Regions from separate parts of the Dromaius novaehollandiae genome. Here region 2 is linked to region 1. Evidence: chromatin contacts called from public Hi-C data. All regions are on one chromosome and are shown on one strand. Each heading gives the region's core, a stretch centred on a gene start, on an enhancer-like site or on the middle of the called end of the contact. The rest is flanking DNA. Distances are from core to core; before and after follow the strand shown.

Region 1 (2,974 bases), core at 348-2,847:
AACTACAATGAAATCACTACAAGCCTAATTCAAGACCTTGAATTCAGATGTCCACAGCAGCAGTCACTTGAAGGGGAATCTATCCTTATTAGAGGAGAGAGGATTTTCAATCAATAACTGTCAGCTGTACATTTTCTTAAACATGCTGTCCATGGGATTTCTCTCCTTCCGTATATCAGTCAAATGCTTTTCATACTCACAAATGTGAGAGCCATTTAGTCACTCTATGCATCTGTTTAGATTTTATTTTCTCCAGTGAGAACACCAGCAGGGAGGCAAACTTTAAATGTGATTTTTCTGTATACGTATGTAGTAGAAAGTGTACTGAGACCGCAAACTCATTTCACATTCTGTAGGTCACTGAACAGCTGCTGGTAATGATTTTTTGCTCACTAATGACCTAGGTTATATTTGAATCAGTGCCCTAGAGGTGAAAAACCCTGTATTTCATTACTGATCCCCTGAGTCATAAAATCCCTTGATAATTTTTTCTAGGTGGCTTTTGCAGTTTTATTATTATTTATTGACTTATAAAAATTACTTGTTCATCAAGCTTCAGAAAAATGCATAGGGAAAAAGCTACATATATAAGAGATGGATGCATTTGCATTAAACGACCCTCAAAATGTGGCAATACAATGCAATCAACACTATATAATAGACAAAGGGTGGGAAATAGGAGGCATGCCAACCATTGAAAGGAAAAACTCTGTCAGGAGAATATAATTATATAATCAAATATATGAACAAGATATTGTTTCTGGCACAGTCAAAGAAGCCATAGTAAAGGATTAAAACCTTGACTTTTAGTCCCATCATCAGGTAATACTCCAATATATATCACTGAAATACTTAAGTTAGCATGACCAGTTCTACTGGGAAAATATACTATTTCTGTTAAGATATGATATGTATTATTTGCCACATTGCATCGTCTCATCTGTTACATATGTGGACAAACACAATTCTCCCAGTCTCAGTGAGAGATTAATTAAGAGAAGTACCCAGTCTCTTCAGAGAAAAAATGACAGTACTGTGAATCTCAGAAATGTGGACTTGTGTAAGGAATATAGCAATGGGTTAAAATGACAGAGAGATAAGTGCTTTGGTGTTGAGATATACTGGTGCTTTTCAAATATGTAGACTCTTCCTACCTGCTGTGTTTAGCTTCAAAATTCAGCACTGCCACAGGAAAAAAAAAAATCTGTTCGCTTTTTCATCCATGTACCACATGGCTTTCACTTTCATCAAAACACAGCAAAAGTGTCACAGGGGAATCACTCCCTTGGCTGCCTGAGCACTGCTGATCTCTGACCTCTGCTGGAAATGGATTCCAGGCACACTTCTGCCTGACAAGTGAACCACGTAAAATCTTGATGAGGTGTGTGTTTTGTTTTGTTTGATTAGCTAGCCCTAAAATCCAGAGACAGCTTTGTCTGACAGTAAAAAAGCCCACTTGCTTTACTGGTGCTCTCCCTTTGCAAATTTACTGACCTAGAATGGCAAATGCTGTCTTTTACGTAGGCATAAAGCACAGTACTACATGAAAGTGGCATTTTAGTGAGACACAAAAGGCAATAGCTAAGAGTGCAGACCTTGTGGCAAAAGAGGAAGGCTTAGAGTCGTGACGTCATCAAACCTCAGTAACTCCTGCAATGCACTGAACACATACACACAGCATAATGAATCTGCTCCCTGGAGGAAAAAGCTTAGGAACAGGAGGAAAGAAAAGATTATTTTTAGCTAAGGGAACCCTTTGTCTTACAGCATTAAAAATCCTTGAGTTGGCATCTCACAACAGCAGCCTTGTGCAGGGCTCTGCTTTTAACTCGTGGAGTGCTGTAAAAGGTAAAAATGACAGAGCAACCTTCTAAACATGTCTGTTTGCTTTTTACTTGACATCCTTTTGGCTTCTGTTAGAATTTTGCACATATCAAAGCTTCAGATTTTAGCCATAAGATTCAAAGCACTTGTCCACTACCAAGTTACACATTTTCATGCATATCACAGACTTTAGCAATAGGTGCTATAAGCATTGTTTATTAGCCTGACAAAGTAAAACAGTTTCAAAATGTAATATCTAAAATTAAACTGAAGGTCCATTCCCACTTGAGCATTTTATCTAGTGAGACACAGGTCACTCTTTTTCTCTAATGCCAAAGAAATTTGATTCTACATCCATTAATAATCCCAGATGTCAGCCATAGACAGCATTTTCATCAATCATTGCATTAAAGCACTGACCAAAAGATATACCTATAAAAGAAGAAAATACGCTTCCCACTACCTTAATGTCTTATAATGTGTTTTCAAGATTTTAAACCTTTTTGCTGAAGGCTACTTTTAGTAAAGTGAAGAGACAACTGCATATACATCTCAGCTGCAAAAATTGGATTTTGTTTAGCAGAGAGAAAAAGTCTTACAACATATTTTAGCTGCAGCCTAGATATTCCTAAGTAACACATTACATTTTTTAGTATACCTAGATGTTTGCGAGTATTACTTCTGGGCTGATTTGGATCAATTTTGACCTGATCTCCAGTGGACATGGAGTCATTGCAACTGCATACTCTTGCTCCATGTGCCAGACTGGTCTGGCATAGCTCTGTTAAATGGTAAATCAAGGGTAGGTCTGCACCACACAAGTCAAACCTGAGCTGAGCTACCCAAGCTGCCTCCAAATGCATTAGTTCAAGCACCGGAAACAAGACAGAGATATCACTGCAGTATTCCAGTACTATCACCTAAATGAATTAGTCTGACTAATAAGCAGAGCTATTTAGTCTACATAGCAGCTTGTACTAATGAACTGCAGTGAAAATGGGCTAATTCAAATTACCTTAAAGTTTTGCTGGTTAAGAGCCCGCATACAAAGTGTTACTATGAATTTGCTGGTGCACAGTAGCTGTCCATCCACCCAACCTTTCCCCCAGCTCGTATCGGTTTCGTTCCCCAGCCCTGCCCTTTGAACAGG
Region 2 (2,974 bases), core at 137-2,636, 78 kb after region 1:
TTCAACACTAAGGATACTAAAAGCAATACAAGAGAGGGCAAAGGGGGATACAGAGGAAGGGTGGAGTGGATTCTGGGGGGAAAGTGGCGAGTGTTTCTTCATTTCCTGAGCAAACAGCCTTTCTTCTATTTTTAACGTATCGGAGTTTTACACCCCTTTTATTCTATATTTAACAAACTGTGGTGTTATATCTGTGTATCACCAGTGCTTTTCTTGGGTGGAGAGAGTCTAAAGGTTATGCCGGTTGAAGGGATTCAAAATGCTTGAAAGCTGCAAGACTGCAACTGGCTACCCTATTTCAAAGGCTTAAAATCCACCTGGTGGAAAAACAGAAATGAACACACGTCATTAGGAGAGTGAAGTTTTCTGAGATTTAATTTAAAGCAATATTTGCAGATGAAGAGAAGGAGGAAAACTGACAACTGCTCGCATCTGTTAAGAGAAGGAAAAGAATAGAGAACACGAGAACGAGTAAAGAAGGGAGAAGAGGAGAAAAAGAGGTACAGAGAGAGGGGAGCAGAAAGGAGAAAAAAGACAGGCAGGAGGGAAGGAAGGGAGGGAGGAAGCCGAAGGAGTAGAGAGGGAAGAGGGGAATGAGGAAGGAAGGAAGAAGAGAGGAGCAGGGAAGCTCCCCTTCCTGCCTTCCTCCCTCCCCGGAGAGCCGTGACCAGCTGGCAGCCTCGTACAGCAGGCTCAGACCCTCCCATTGCTCAGGCCTTCATCACCTGTCTGGGACCAGGCGCTCCGCTCCCTGCCCTTCCCGCCGCCCCTCCCCGGCGCCGAGGCGCCCGGGGGCCGGGGGCAGCCGGCTGCCCTCTCCCCGCGCCGGCCCAAGCCCCCCGAACTGGTTACAGCCAGCGGCCGCCGCACCGGCTCGCCGGCCGCCGCCTCCCCCCGCCGCCCGGCCGGCCCGCTCCGCTCCGCGCCGCGCCGCCGGTCCGGGCGGGGGCCGGGCCAGCTCCCGGGGGACCGGATTCCTCCCCTCACCTCGCACCGTCGGGATCCGGCTCCTCCGCGGCGGCGGGAGCACCAGCATTCCCGGGACGCTCCCTCCGCGCCGGCGCCCCCGGCGGCTTCTCCTCCCCGCGGGGCTCTCTCCGCTCTCCGGCCCGCGCCTCCCGAGCGCTCCCGGCCGCCACAGTCCCGTCCCGCCTCCCCGCTCCTCTCCCCGGCGCTCTCGGCTCAGTAATGGCGGCCGCCGACGGCTCTCGCTTCGCTGACGGAGTCTCTCTCTCCCCCTAACTTTACCTCAGCAGCTTCCCTCCCCTCCCCCCTCCCTCCCGCCGCCGCGGCTCAGCGCGCGCGCCCGGCCAGCTGCGCGTGCGCGGGGAAGAGCCTCTTCCTGCCGCCGCTGGATTCCCTGGGAAGCCTGGGATGGTGCGCGCCGCCGGCCGCCGGCCGCCAGCTGCGCGCGCACGCGCGCCGCCGCACCTCCCCCTCCCAGCCCGCCCGGGCACGCGCGCCAGGCCGCTCGCTCATGTCCCGGTGGCCAGCGCCGGGAGCCGCGGAGCGGTGGGACGCGGGTTCTAGTCCCGCCTCAGACAGAGTCAGGCCGAGAGCTCGCCGCGTTGCGTGAGCGAAACTTAAAGGTGTCTGTCCGCGCGGCGGGCAGGGGACGCGGCGTGCTGCTCGGCCCTGCTGGCGCGGGGAAGGGAGGGCGCCTGGCCTCTAAATCCGCCCCCGAATCCCAGAGAGCAACTCCATACTCCCTCCCAGGGCTGGCGCAGGTGCCCGCGCAGGTTCCCTGCCTGTCCTGGACGGACACACTCCCTCTTCTCCTTCCCCTGTCTGCGGGGTGGAAGCACCCTTACAGGTGGCTGCCTTCTGCCTTGCGCAAAGGCTACGAACAGGGGAGCACAAAGTCTCTGCAGCCTCAGAATGGCACCTGCGGCCCTTGCTCCAGGCCCCAACAGGCTGGGAGGCAAGTCCACAGAGAAAGAGGACGGTGCCCAGTTGGGGCAGAGCTGAAGATAACAGCGAGTTGGGGTGGTCAGCCCAGTGTTCCTCACTTCTTTCTCTTCAAGCTGCATATAACTCTTCATAATATTTTCCAGATTTAGCATGTCTGTAACATCACATCTTTTTATCCATTAAAAAAAGATGAGAACTGGCGGCCGAGCATACTCTGTGGCCCATGGGTGTGACTTGCCTGCCTGCCCGCCGGTGAGGTGGGCACAGCGCGTTGCTTTGCAAGTGATACGCAGTGCTTTGAAAACGCAGGAGTCGGATTAAGCTCCCAAGTTTAGTGCACATTTTTCACCATTATCTCCACATGCCACCGTTTTGCTGATGTGTAAGGGAAAGTAAAATCTCCTTCCTTCCAGCAGAGGCTTTCTGGGTGCTAATTAATGCTAGTGAAGCACTCATGCTGGTCTTGCAGAGTGGCCAACGTGGGTATTTGGAGCCCTGCCCTCAGAGCTGGGTTTCAGGACCGTGCGGTAGGTGAGGCATGGGACACAAGGAAAAATATTAGTAAGTAGATGCTAATCTACTCTGTCCACTGCAGAAGGTAGGGACTTTTGGGGCAAAGCAACATTTATGACTATTACCATTCTCATGTCTATGTACAAAGGAACAAATTAATGTTTCACTAGCAGCCTTATTCCTGGTACATTCCAAGTTTTGAACATTTTATTTGTCACCATAATACTTAATAACAATATGATTCTGTGCAATTGTATATATGACATGCACATTTTAAAGTTACACATCTGAAAATTAGGAGATTAAAAGGTTTTAAAAAATTCAGATCCTTTCTCATGACACATTGTCTGTAAACTTGCACTTTTGAGAAAATCATAACTAGCAAAACCTGTTTTTTGTTAAATTAGGGCAAACAGCGTTGTGTGAACACTGCATTATAATGAAAGTATTTGTAGCAATTTGTCTTAGGTAAGTCCTCGCTAAACAGATGCAAAATACTTTTAACACTGTAATCAGAGTGTCTACATGAGAGGGTTGTTCTGATTTAGGT

The links. A called contact is a pair of places that touch in the nucleus more often than the background predicts.
Region 2: a Hi-C map of liver shows a contact between it and region 1, with 4 times the contacts expected there. The contact joins the promoter of ARHGAP5 here to the enhancer-like site in region 1. A contact is called at or near these places in 3 of 4 Hi-C or Micro-C datasets (brain, liver and ovary).

The regions. Positions count from the first base shown.
Region 1 is chr5:31,014,219-31,017,192 of bDroNov1.hap1, forward strand. No RefSeq gene overlaps it. Among named protein-coding and RNA genes, the nearest start is that of AKAP6, 32 kb to the left of the region's middle. Within about 2 kb of position 1,598, at least 2 of the 2 cell types and tissues checked have open chromatin away from gene starts, as enhancers often do.
Region 2 is chr5:31,092,852-31,095,825 of bDroNov1.hap1, forward strand. ARHGAP5 (Rho GTPase activating protein 5) reads right to left here and starts at 1,387. Exons shown (of 8, transcript XM_064512375.1): 1 at 988-1,387.